3 separate regions of the Mus musculus genome follow, and all the other regions are linked to region 1. The links are chromatin contacts, called in public HiCAR-type and HiChIP or PLAC-seq maps. All regions are on one chromosome and are shown on one strand. The core of a region is the stretch at or near the end of the contact, and the rest is flanking DNA. Distances in the headings are between cores, read along the strand shown. Region 1 has its middle 4.7 kb from the start of Gm26040. Region 2 overlaps Pld1 (phospholipase D1). Region 3 overlaps Gm42194 (a long non-coding RNA gene).

The links. HiCAR-type assays count read pairs that join an accessible place to other places. HiChIP or PLAC-seq counts read pairs in DNA pulled down with a chosen protein or histone mark.
Region 2: an H3K27ac HiChIP or PLAC-seq map of extraembryonic endoderm stem cells shows a contact between it and region 1. The contact joins two enhancer-like sites. A contact is called at or near these places in 3 of 39 promoter capture datasets (the 3T3-L1 cell line, 3T3-L1-derived adipocytes and the HPC-7 cell line), 11 of 484 Hi-C or Micro-C datasets (cortical neurons, liver, muscle stem cells and 4 more), 2 of 115 datasets of contacts at active chromatin or transcription factors (extraembryonic endoderm stem cells and heart atrium) and 1 of 9 other capture datasets (adipose tissue).
Region 3: a HiCAR-type map of astrocytes shows a contact between it and region 1, with 5 times the contacts expected there. The contact joins two enhancer-like sites. A contact is called at or near these places in 2 of 39 promoter capture datasets (3T3-L1-derived adipocytes and liver), 1 of 15 datasets of contacts at CTCF or cohesin (the NIH/3T3 cell line), 5 of 484 Hi-C or Micro-C datasets (brown adipocytes, cortical neurons, liver and 2 more), 7 of 115 datasets of contacts at active chromatin or transcription factors (astrocytes, bone marrow-derived macrophages, craniofacial prominence and 4 more) and 1 of 9 other capture datasets (embryonic stem cells).

What each region holds. Positions count from the first base shown.
Region 1 is chr3:27,861,527-27,865,253 of GRCm38.p6, reverse strand. No RefSeq gene overlaps it. Among named protein-coding and RNA genes, the nearest start is that of Gm26040, 4.7 kb to the left of the region's middle. Within about 2 kb of position 1,758, at least 169 of the 459 cell types and tissues checked have an H3K27ac peak or open chromatin away from gene starts, as enhancers often do. A contact at or near this core is called in astrocytes, extraembryonic endoderm stem cells, heart atrium and 1 more, where this site is marked.
Region 2 is chr3:27,986,511-27,990,237 of GRCm38.p6, reverse strand. All of the region lies in intron 2 of Pld1 (phospholipase D1), which reads right to left. Among named protein-coding and RNA genes, the nearest start is that of Pld1, 50 kb to the right of the region's middle. Within about 2 kb of position 1,902, at least 42 of the 459 cell types and tissues checked have an H3K27ac peak or open chromatin away from gene starts, as enhancers often do. A contact at or near this core is called in extraembryonic endoderm stem cells, heart atrium and muscle stem cells, where this site is marked.
Region 3 is chr3:27,780,267-27,783,993 of GRCm38.p6, reverse strand. The region is part of intron 1 of Gm42194 (a long non-coding RNA gene); the gene reads right to left. Among named protein-coding and RNA genes, the nearest start is that of Gm42194, 4.3 kb to the right of the region's middle. Within about 2 kb of position 1,658, at least 67 of the 459 cell types and tissues checked have an H3K27ac peak or open chromatin away from gene starts, as enhancers often do. A contact at or near this core is called in astrocytes, where this site is marked.

The DNA of each region.
Region 1 (3,727 bases), core at 509-3,008:
CTTGGATACATGTGAGGCTGAGTTCTCAAATCCCTGAGAACTGTGTGGCCGTTATATGCTGATTCTCAGGAAGACACTCCACGTGGCAGTGAGCTGACTACAATAGAGACATCTTTCTTAGATGCATCAGAGAGGTGCTTCCTAGAGTCTCTAGTCCTGGCCTTATGTCTGTGGCTCTCCACAGCTCAGTGCGGTGGGTTTGAGTCGTTGACCACTCATAGGACCATCAGCATGCTTGGGAAACTGTACAAACTGAGAGTCTTCTGAGGTCTCAGGGAATTGTCCCACCAGGTTGCTGCTGCTACCCATTACAGTCCGACACACGGTTATTCTGAGTCAGAAACTCAACTGGGCTTTCAAATCAGCAGGGAAGCTTCCTCCTCTTCCATTTTAAGACAGACTTCAATTTCCTCCTAGTCAAATAGGGATCATCAGAATTGCTAACTCAGTCTTGCTGAAAGAATCAATGGGATTCAACGTATAACAAAAAGCCCGGTGGTGCAGCTTGGACTCTAACAGCCAGGTCTGTGATCAGTTCTGTTGAACCCATTTGATGGGGAGGGAGAGAACTGACTCCACAACTTGGTCCTCTGACTTCACGCATGCAGTGTGGTGCATGCACACCTGTACACATCACACAGACGCATCATGTAAGAGTTCAAGGCTTCGAGCTTCGTTCCACACACTTAGTACATGTCTTCAAACATCAGTCAGTATGGATCCCACTCATCTGAAAACGGACACATTCAGAGTAAACACTTTAGACATAACACTTCAGACATAAGACATAAACACCTTCATTTTGCAGATCTGATATCTGTGATTGGGAGAGGCTTCGTGACTTCTTCAAGGGCACAGGGCTGAAACATTGCTATCTAGCAATCCAGTGCAAGTCTCCCAGGCCCCGGGTCTTCGATCACCACACTGTTATCTGCCCCGTAATGGAACGATAAGATTTCTAGCCGTGGTCTGGTGATTGCACACGTAGGGACTTGTTAGTATAATGTCCGAGTTAATAACATTTAAGCTCTCCCCTCAGTATGGGGCACCCTGCTTATTCATGCACCTACATCTTGCTTTCTTGTGTCCCACTCAGTGCTGAAATAATTAAAGCTGACCTTCAGACATTTTACCAACAAGCCAGATCTCTGGGTGCTACCACACCCTCAAAGACATGGACAGTCCAATAGTTGCTTTCTAGAACTGAGGGAAGAAAATCTGGGGGAAATGTGTACAGTTTCAGAAACCTGAACATTATCCAGTTTTCGCGGAATTATGTGAAATAGCACAATCGTATATGCCTTAGGTTAACCAGAACCCCATTCACGATGTTAAGAACTGCAACAGGTTGGTGTTTGCCATTCTGGTCACAAAGAAAAGAACAGGCATTTTACTGTGCCCTTGTCTGGGAGAAATCAAAGGGTTAATTCTTCAGCGCTGTGTGCCAAAAAATGTCTAGTTTACAGACTGGAACGAATATGGCACCTTCGTTTTAAACAGCCAATTTCCAGTTTTGTGTGGCTGTCGAGATTCCTGAGCTAGGGACAGGGGCCGGGGCAGGAGAATGGGCTGGGTTTCTTACTTTGAATGTGGACATATGGGCTGTGGGAAGGAAACTATTTAAGATGGGGCTTAGGGAGAGGGGGGAAAAGTCGCCTTTCCCCAGCTGAGATTTTTCCAGGATGTCGTCATACAAGCTCCAAAACCTCCTCTGAACAGTAGATGGCTCTCATTGGCTGTATGCAAATGATGCGCAAGCACTGGTTTCCTGGCAGAGGAAAACTTACACCAGAGCAGCGATCCAGTCCAAGCCTGGCTCTCCACAATCCTGAAAGACGGGGCAGTTTCAGCCTTTGACATGCCAGGAAGTAATTCCATAATGTCACTCATGCTGAGGGCTCACCGGTCCTCAGACAAGAAGACACAAGTGCAGCGTGTAAGATTTAAGTTTTCGGACAGACTTTAGTACAAAGAGCAGAAACCATGGGAGGAGCCAGAATTACACTGAACACCGACACTAGTAATTAAAGCCACCGTAAGGGAAGAAAGGCTTCTGCCAGGAAACTGCAAGCACAACCCGAAGCCATTCCTTCCCCCATTTTTCAGGCAGGGGGTCCTTGCCATGTGACAACCAGATAAGGCTGTGTGGGGGTCATTAACGTTCCTGCCCATCCTGGAGGCGCAGAGGCCTTCCTGAGGTTTGCTGACCTGTATGCTTCAATGTGTTTCATTTTCTCCAAGAGCAGGCAGATGAGAAAGGTCAGGAGACTTAGGTTAGAAGCTGGGAAATGGACCAGGGCCCCACAGTATGACATCATTTTCTTGCAATGCAATGAAGCAAATGACACCAGAGCAGCGATCCAGTTCCATGAAGGAAGAAAACAAAAACAAAAACAATCACAACAGTAGAGAAGCCTGACAGCCACAGCAAGTCCCAGAATCTGCAGAGGAAGGGCCTGCCTAGCTCAGCTCCTGCCTCTTTGTTAATATCCTTGGCTAGAGCACCTTGGAAGAGAGGGTAACAGGGATTGGGGGTTGGGGGGAGGGAGAGGGAGGTGGAGGGAAGAATGAGAGGGGAGAGTCTGGAGAACAGGAGTGGGGAGTCTGGGAAGTGAATGGTAGACTCTCCCTAGACCTAGGTCAGGGTTCACTACTATTTATTGACTGTCTTGTGGCTGGTCCAAGGGGAAGGAGGAGGATTTAAACCTTGCTTCAGTGTCCAACTGCCAATCCCTAGGCAGAGCTACATCTGCCCTTTTCTGACTGAAACAAATGTCTTATGACTCTGCTGTCCTGACTTTTCTGGAGACATGCACAGAAAGGCCTATTCACCTGGGCAGAGAGGGTAATAGCAGACCAAAGAAACAGAACTCTACCAGTCTCTGTACAACTTGCTGGCATCTCCGTGGAAGGGTCTACTCTCCCCAGCACCCATACACTCACATAAGCACTAGAAGGTGTGGGGAGTCAGCTACGAACTTGTGTGGTCCTCGAGAGACATAGAACTTTCCTGTGAGTTTCTTTAGCTCCCCTCCTCCTCCTCCCCCCACTCCTCCTCTTCCTTCTTAGAAAGACTGTTTCAAAGCAGCGGGAGCAGCTATAAAGGCCTTGTCCTAGGACACAGGTTGGAGTAGATGATAACACTTTCCTAAGAAGCTCTGTGAGTTTGTAGATATTCTCCTTGTGGGGTAGACCCAGAAATTTAAATGTGAAAAATCTGCCTGGTTATGAAACTTGGGAAAATGAGCCTCCTGAGTGACCACCCCCAAAACATAGAGATCCTCTTGCAGCATTGACAAAAAGATGTCCTTAAGGCACCAGCACAGGCCAGAGAAGGCTCACAGGCCTGAACAGGAACCCTGAGCGAGCTAGGCTGCAGCCTAGCCCAGTGATCTTGGACAACGTGCCAAGTGCAGTGCCGCTCCCAGCCTCCCCAGTGGCATAGCCTGACCTGGATTCCAGCCAATTGGTTCAGCCCTGAACCAAGGCAAGGCTTTAAGGGCTCTGGCCAACACATCAAGAGGCTGCACCACAGGGCCCTACCTCTGGCTGGTACCAAGGTTTGGAGAACTAGCTTCTGCGTTCTATACCTCTGCTCACTGGCTGGGCGGCTGCTTTCTGTAACCGAGTGCCTGTTACTTGTCATGCCCCAGTAGGGACTGCACGGTGGCTATGAAGGACAGTCTCAGTTAGAGCTTTTGTCGATTTTCTTTGTTCTCCTCACGCA
Region 2 (3,727 bases), core at 653-3,152, 120 kb before region 1:
GTAGAGAGCTTGTTTAATCCTTACAAAGCCCTGTGTTCAGACCCAGCACTGTATAATTTACGTGTGGTAGCACAAATCCGAACTTGTAGCATTTAGGACATAGAGGTAAGGGGATCACAAGTTCAAGACCATTGAAGGCTACATATTGAGTTTGAAGCCAATCTGAGATACATGAGACCTGGTTACACACACACACACACACACACACACCACATACATGTGAGCAGAGACGGGTAAGGGCGGGGGCGCGATACACAAGCAAAACTAGTCCCTACTCTACATGAGCTATACTGCTATAAATCAATCAACCTTCTAAATGTTTTTTGCCAACTTCTATGTTTTTGCTAAATTGAGCATAATTTGTTCATGTTCCATTTTTTAAATGAGTATTTACATTTTTAAGTAAACTTCAGGATGCATAGCTTCAGAAAGCCCTGAGGATTGACAGAATAACCCAAGCTTTGTTCATCAACAGGAAGTCATGCTGGGCAGGAATGAAGAGGGCCGAAAGCTAAACAATAACAAGTTCCCTAGCTGAGTGGTTTGATAATTTTAGACTTGGAAAGTCTAGAAAATCCCCCAAACTAGCTTTAAGACAGTGTGCAATTTGCTAAGCTTTCTATCCATCCACACAAACTGGCCACCTCCAGGCTTTCGTAGGGAGTGTTGGGGAGGGTGGTGTGAGGTACGGATGCATGCACACATGTAAGTGCAAGCTTATGGAGACCAGAGGTTGAAGTCAGGGGTCCCCCTCCATCGCTCTCCATTTTATTTTGGATACAGGATCTTTCTCAACTGATTCAGCTATGCTGGCTGGCCAGCAAGCCCAAGGGATCCTCTTGTGTCTACTAGCCCAGTGCTGGGATCACAGGTGAGTATGGTTGTGGCTAGCTTTTTTTATTATTTCTTTCTCCTCTACATGACTGCTAAGATCCTCGTATTCGTGAACAGCTAGTTCACTAACTGAGCCATCTCCCCAGCCCATCACGGGTATTACTGACTAGCCACAGACAACCTCTCTACTTTGGTTGGAAAGCAGAGCACAAGCTCACACATGTCTAGGTGGAGGAAGGACAGGAAGGGCACACCTTCCTGAATGACAGGGGTTAACTAACAGGCACACCTTTGATGGGAATATCAGCACAGATGTCAGCACTAATATGATTTTTTTGTCACTAGTATAATGAACACCAGGGACATTTCCTAAGAAAGCAATCATACCTGTCTTCTCCAGCACTGAACTTCCTCTAAGACACAATCCTGTGGCTGATTTGGCCTTACTGGACTCTCTAGGGTAGTTGCTAGCTGTAAAACACGTATAATTAACACAGCCAAGCTTTTAGGGGTAGCTAAGAGGATGGAATAAAAGACTCAGAAGAGTAGCCATACCAGGAAATCTGTTGAGTGGCAGTTATTACTGCTATGACCAGTACATCACTGCTCCTATTGTGACCACTCCCTGTACCACTCCAGGACACATCAGCTCAAACTTCCTTTGGGTTCTTCAGAACCAGTAAAGGTGTGTGATTTGATAAACTGTGGGAGAATACTCTCTCAGTTTCTGCAATCCTGGGAAGATAGAAGATAGTTCTTATTGTCATTCTGAAAACAGTGAATTCCCAGGATGGATGGGATTATCCTGTCCCTTGCTGTTTGATGTATGAACACAAGACCTATGCATGCCAGTGTCTTGAGTAAGCAAGGCTAAGGTAAAAAAAAAAAAAACCCATGAGGTTAAGGATGGTAAAGGCAGAGAATGCAGAACTTACTAATGTCCCCTAAATAAAGTCTGTCAGGATCCCACACTGTGGCTCAAGAGCCTCCCAGACTTTGTACAGCAAAGACTATGGGGAGGAGAGCGATCTGAGGTATGAATGGAATTCACTGATTAACTGGAGATGTGCGGGCAGACATGCACCTCTAACAGCACAGCTGCTCTTGGCTGTTCATGTCCTCCCCCTCAGTCTTGTGTTCTGGGACGATTTGGTTCTAGATGTGTGCCATGGCCAGGTGTTCCATTTGCCCAAGGGCTGTCCCTAACTTTGTCTCAGATTCACTCTAAGAGAAAAACTGGCATGGCATGCTGCCGGGTCCTCAGATGGGGCATAAACTGCCTGATGGGCATGGGGTATCTCCAGTGCCTTGAATGAAAAGCCAATGTGGGATAAAAAGTTAACCAGCTCAGAGCTCAGTTTGAGATATGGTGGCATAGAGCCAGCCAAGTGCTGCTAGCTGCTTAATGTGAGCCAAAGGAGTCGTAATGCAGGGTGTGCTCGACCAGTCTGTCAGGACAATGAGAACTGCCTGACTGTCGTAAGGTGGAAGTCTAGTTGGCTCACGTAGTCTAGCCCTGGGTTTTAGAAATCAAGCACCCTTCTTCATAGCCTCCATAGGCCTTATGATTAGAGAAAATATATTTCTTGTGTGTATGTGCTCTTGGAAAGCCCCTAGATCTCTGACTTGGAGATGGTTTCCCAGTTATAGCACTCTTTGTCAGTTTGTTTATTTCTATTTCAACCAGAGATATGTTGTCACTGTGTGTCATTGCCAGGTGGAAAAATAAAAATCTCCAGGCACATTCGAACAAGATGATTTGGCCAGGACACATAAACTGTGTGACTTCATACAGATTTTATCCATATTTCACTCAGCACAGATAAGCAATCAGTGAGTAAAATAGCTTTTATATTTTTCTTTAAAACCACCAGCTATCAATGATCCCCTTTAAGATTTAAATTAATATGGGCACACCGGGGAAAAATTCCTGAACAGAACAGCAATGGCTTGTGCTTTAAGATCAAGAATAGACAAATGGGACCTCATAAAATTGCAAAGAATAGACAAATGGGACCTCATTTAAAAAATTCTGTAAGGCAAAAGACACTGTCAATAAAACAAAAAGGCCACCAACAGATTGGGAAAGGATTTTTACCAATCCTAAATCTGATAGGGGACTAATATCCAATATATACAAAGATCTCAAGAAGCTGAACTCCAGAAATTCAAATAACTCCATTACAAAAATGGGGTACAGAGCTAAACAAAGAATGCTTAACTGAGGAATACTGAAGGGCTGAGAAGCACCTGAAAAAATGTTCAACATCCTTAATCATCAGGGAAATGCAAATCAAAACAACCCTGAGATTCCACCTCACACTAGTCAGAATGGCTAAGATCAAAAATTCAGGTGACAGCAGATGCTGGCGAGGATGTGGAGAAAGAGGAACACTCCTCCATTGCTGGTGGGATTGCAAGCTTGTACAACCACTCTGGAAATCAGTCTGGCGGTTCCTCAGAAAATTAGACATAGTACTACCGGAGGATCCAGCAATACCTCTCCTGGGCATAGACCCAGAAAATGTTCCAACTTGTAATAAGGACACATGCTCCACTATGTTCATAGCAGCTTTATTTATAATAGCCAGAAGCTGGAAAGAACCCAGATGTCCCTCAACAGAGGAATGGATACAGAAAATGTGGTACATTTACACAATGGAGTACTACTCAGCTATTAAAAACAACGAATTTATGAAATTCTTCATACAAATGGATATATCTGGAAGATATCATCCTTACTGAGGTAACCCAATCACAAAAGCAGTCACTTGATATGCACCCACTGATAAGTGGATATTAGAAGAAACTTAGAATACCCACGATACAATTTGCAAAACACAAGAAAATCAAGAAGAAGGAAGACCAACGTGTTGATACTTCATTCCTCCTT
Region 3 (3,727 bases), core at 409-2,908, 81 kb after region 1:
GGATGTTAAACTCTAGCTTTGTTCCCTTCTAATTTGATAATGGAAGAAAACAGCAAATCACTTCAATTAGTTCTTTTTCGGGCAAATTCAAGTCTCAGATTTGTTCAATCAGAGCAACAGGACCTGATCTTGTAAAAGGGACGGGGTAAGTAATACTTATTTGGTAAATTAGACAGGTGGCCTTTTAAACTAAAGTCCAAATAAGGCGAGTGTTGCAGCATTTCCTTTGCAGACACAGTGAATATTACTCTCCAGCATCCAGCTCTGTGCAATGCAGGAACAGTAGGGATGTACAATGGGCGTCTTTTCAAAAGGGTGCACCTGTGGTTTTATAAGGTTGCCTTTTCCAGACCCATTCACGCTGTGATTGCTCATGGGAATGCTATTTTTAATCCCTATGGGAGTTCATCCAGAAAGTCCATATAGTTATTGTATCTACACTTGTTTCTTTGCCCTCCAGGCTGGCAAAAGAGAGATTCCTATGTGTGAAGCTGTTTCAAGGAAGACATGCCAACAGTAGTCAGAAGAGGCAGGCTCTACACATGCGAAGGCCCTCATGAGGGCACAAAAAGAGAAATGGTTTCTTTTGTTTTTTTCAAATAAAAACGATTTGTCTGAATCCCTGAGAGCAGCCAGAAGCCACCCCATTTCACCTTCTTTCCGTGCCAGCAGAAAATGTGATTTCTCTTTTAGTCTCGATTTTCTCTGTATCCAAGCACCCCGGGACTTCTGAGACCAGCCCACGGACAATAGTAACAAGCTTGGCTTTGGAGCAACGGTTTTATTCATAGTGATCCAGTCACTAAAAAAGCTTCATAATTTTGCTGACTTTCATTAAGAAAAAAGAAAAAAAAAACGCTATTTGCAGCAAATTAATTCTTTGGGTTTTCCTACTTGGCATTATATGGAAAATATTTTAACACTTGCTTTTTAAAGTGTTTCTTCCGATTAGTTAAATGTGAGCATTTGACCAGGTAATTACGTTTCATCTTGGTAGGAAGAAGTATGTGTGTAATAGCTACATATTTTAACACTGTTATTACTAAAGTATATGCAGGCATGATTGGGATAGGGAGGGACATCCGTGACAAGACATATGTGTGTAGATCAGAGGACATCTTGTAAAGTCTGTGGTCTCCTTCCAGGGATAAAATCAAGCCAGCAGGTTTGCGCAACCAGTGTACTTAATAGCTGATCCATCTCCTCGGCCCCTTATGTGGTTCCCTGCCATCTCTTCTGTGAGCCTCAAAGGGTGGCACATCCCGGATGTCCACACCGTGCCTTTAGAAGACAGTGAGTCAAGTACAGCTTTCAGGGTGTGTTGTTGGAAAAGAAAAGATTGGGCCTTGAGCCTGCCCAATGAAGAGTTTCTTCCAAAGGCTGGGCATGGAGACACCTATTTCTGTTCCTCTGGAGGTGGAGCCTGGAGGAGTCTGCCTTCTGGAAGCATCAGGCTTCTGGAAGCATCTGAGGGAGCGGTAAGACAGACCTGCAGTGTGTTTAAGATGGAATCCCTGTGTCCTTGACTCCACGCCTTTCTGCTCTGCTTTAAAAGCGGCGCTGTTTTTCGTGTTGCAGTTGGCGGCTCTGCTGGCCACTGGCTGCAGGAGAACAATCCTTCATTGAGATCAGGCAGCCCCGACCCAGACGTGGCAGAGGGCTGGGATGCAGGCACAGAGGGGCCCCTCGGTCCTCCACCCTGCGGAGGGTAAGGGCTCTGTCAGGCGCCCCGGAGATTCCAGAGGGGAGAACTCAGCAGACTTCTTATACAGCATCCATTATGCCAGCGTCACAAGCACTTCCACACTGAAGGGAGGCCCAGTTCACCGTACTTGGCTTCCTTTCATCGGTGCCACCCAGCTGGGTTTGAGCCTCCCCAAACAGGCCCGAAGCAGGAGGCTTTGCTCTGTCTCCTCATTCAGAGAGCTCTTCAACCGCACTGTGGCACTAACATTTCTAAGTAAACCTCCGAATAAAAGGCCTCTTCTGATGAAGGGGGTGGGGGTGGGGGGAGGAAGGTTTGCAGCACCACAAGGCAAGGCCAGAAAAGAAAGAGACAGGACTGCTAAGGAAGACTTTAAGTCTTATGTATAGAAAGGACCAGATACATGGCCTGCCCTGGGGCAAATTTTTTACTAAAAAAGCAAACAGTACCACACCACCACCACCACCACCTCCACCTCCACCACCACCTCCACCACCACCTCCACCTCCACCTCCACCTCCACCTCCACCTCCACCTCCACCTCCACCTCCACCTCCACCTCCACCTCCACCTCCACCTCCACCTCCACCTCCCTCCACCTCCACCTCCACCTCCACCTCCACCTCCACCTCCACCTCCACCTCCACCTCCACCTCCACCTCCACCTCCCTCCACCTCCACCTCCACCTCCACCTCCACCTCCCTCCACCTCCCTCCACCTCCCTCCACCTCCCTCCACCTCCACCTCCACCTCCACCTCCACCTCCACCACCACCTCCCTCCACCTCCCTCCACCTCCACCTCCACCTCCACCTCCACCTCCACCTCCACCTCCACCTCCACCTCCACCTCCACCTCCACCACCACCACCACCACCACCACCTCCACCTCCACCACCACCACACATCCACCCAACTACATGGACTGACAATGTGCTCCGCCATTTCTCTTTCTTAAAGCTGCCATAACAAGCCACCAAAAAAAGAACCGGGCTCTTTACAACTGTAGAAACCTGTTATCTCGTAATTCCAGAAGTGAGAGGTACAAAATCAAAGCGCTGGCAAAGCCTGGCTCACTCACTCTCTCTCTCTTTCTCTCCCCCCCCCCCCCCTTTCAGGGAGAATGTTCGCTTGCCTTTCCTAGTCCATGGTGATTGGCAGCTGTTCTCAGAGTGCGCTGGCTTGCAGATACCTTCCTCCTGTTTTGTGGTCCCCTTCTCTCTTGCTGTCTCCTGCTCAGCTTCCCTCTGTGTACCGATTATCTCTGTGTTCAAATTTCCCTCTTTGATTGGGATAGTAGCTGTGTGAGATTGGAGCCTACCCCAATAGCCTCATTTTAACTTGATTGCCTCTGTTATGACCCTGTTTCCAAATAAGATCATATTCCTAGCTAATAAGATTAGGTTTTAAACATACATTGAGAAATTATTCAGCAGGAAAAGGCAATTGTACAGAGCCTGACAATCTTTGGGCCTCAGGATATGAGCACACACACACACACACACACACACACACACACACACACACACGTATGCACCACGTACATACACACGTTCACACATCCACATACACACCAAAAAAAATATATATATTAAAAAATGTTCAGGGCATGGTATAAACTCAACCTGAAAAAGACTTCGGCTTGTGAAGTACTTCCCACTGCCCTGTGATTGCTTACGTGCAAGGAGTCAGGATAAACAGGATAGGCCCAATTTCTGTCAGACCCTAAGGCATACAGGTGACTGCATCAGGGGGATATGGTTCCTCTTCTCTTATCTCCCTGACGCCAAGAGTTTGGGTAAGCCCCACCCCTCCTCAAACAGAGCAGTTAGGAGAGCTGACCAGACTACCCCCTGGGGCATTTCCACTTCTTGTTTATTTATCCCAGGACCAGAGAGAATTGCAGAGGGACCAGTGTAGTTGGTATGCCTGTCCTGAAGAACTGTGTCTTTGTCAAGACCAGTGTAGATGAGTTAAAGCTCAGAGAGAAATGGATACAGCCCTGTCTTCAGGAAGTTCAAAG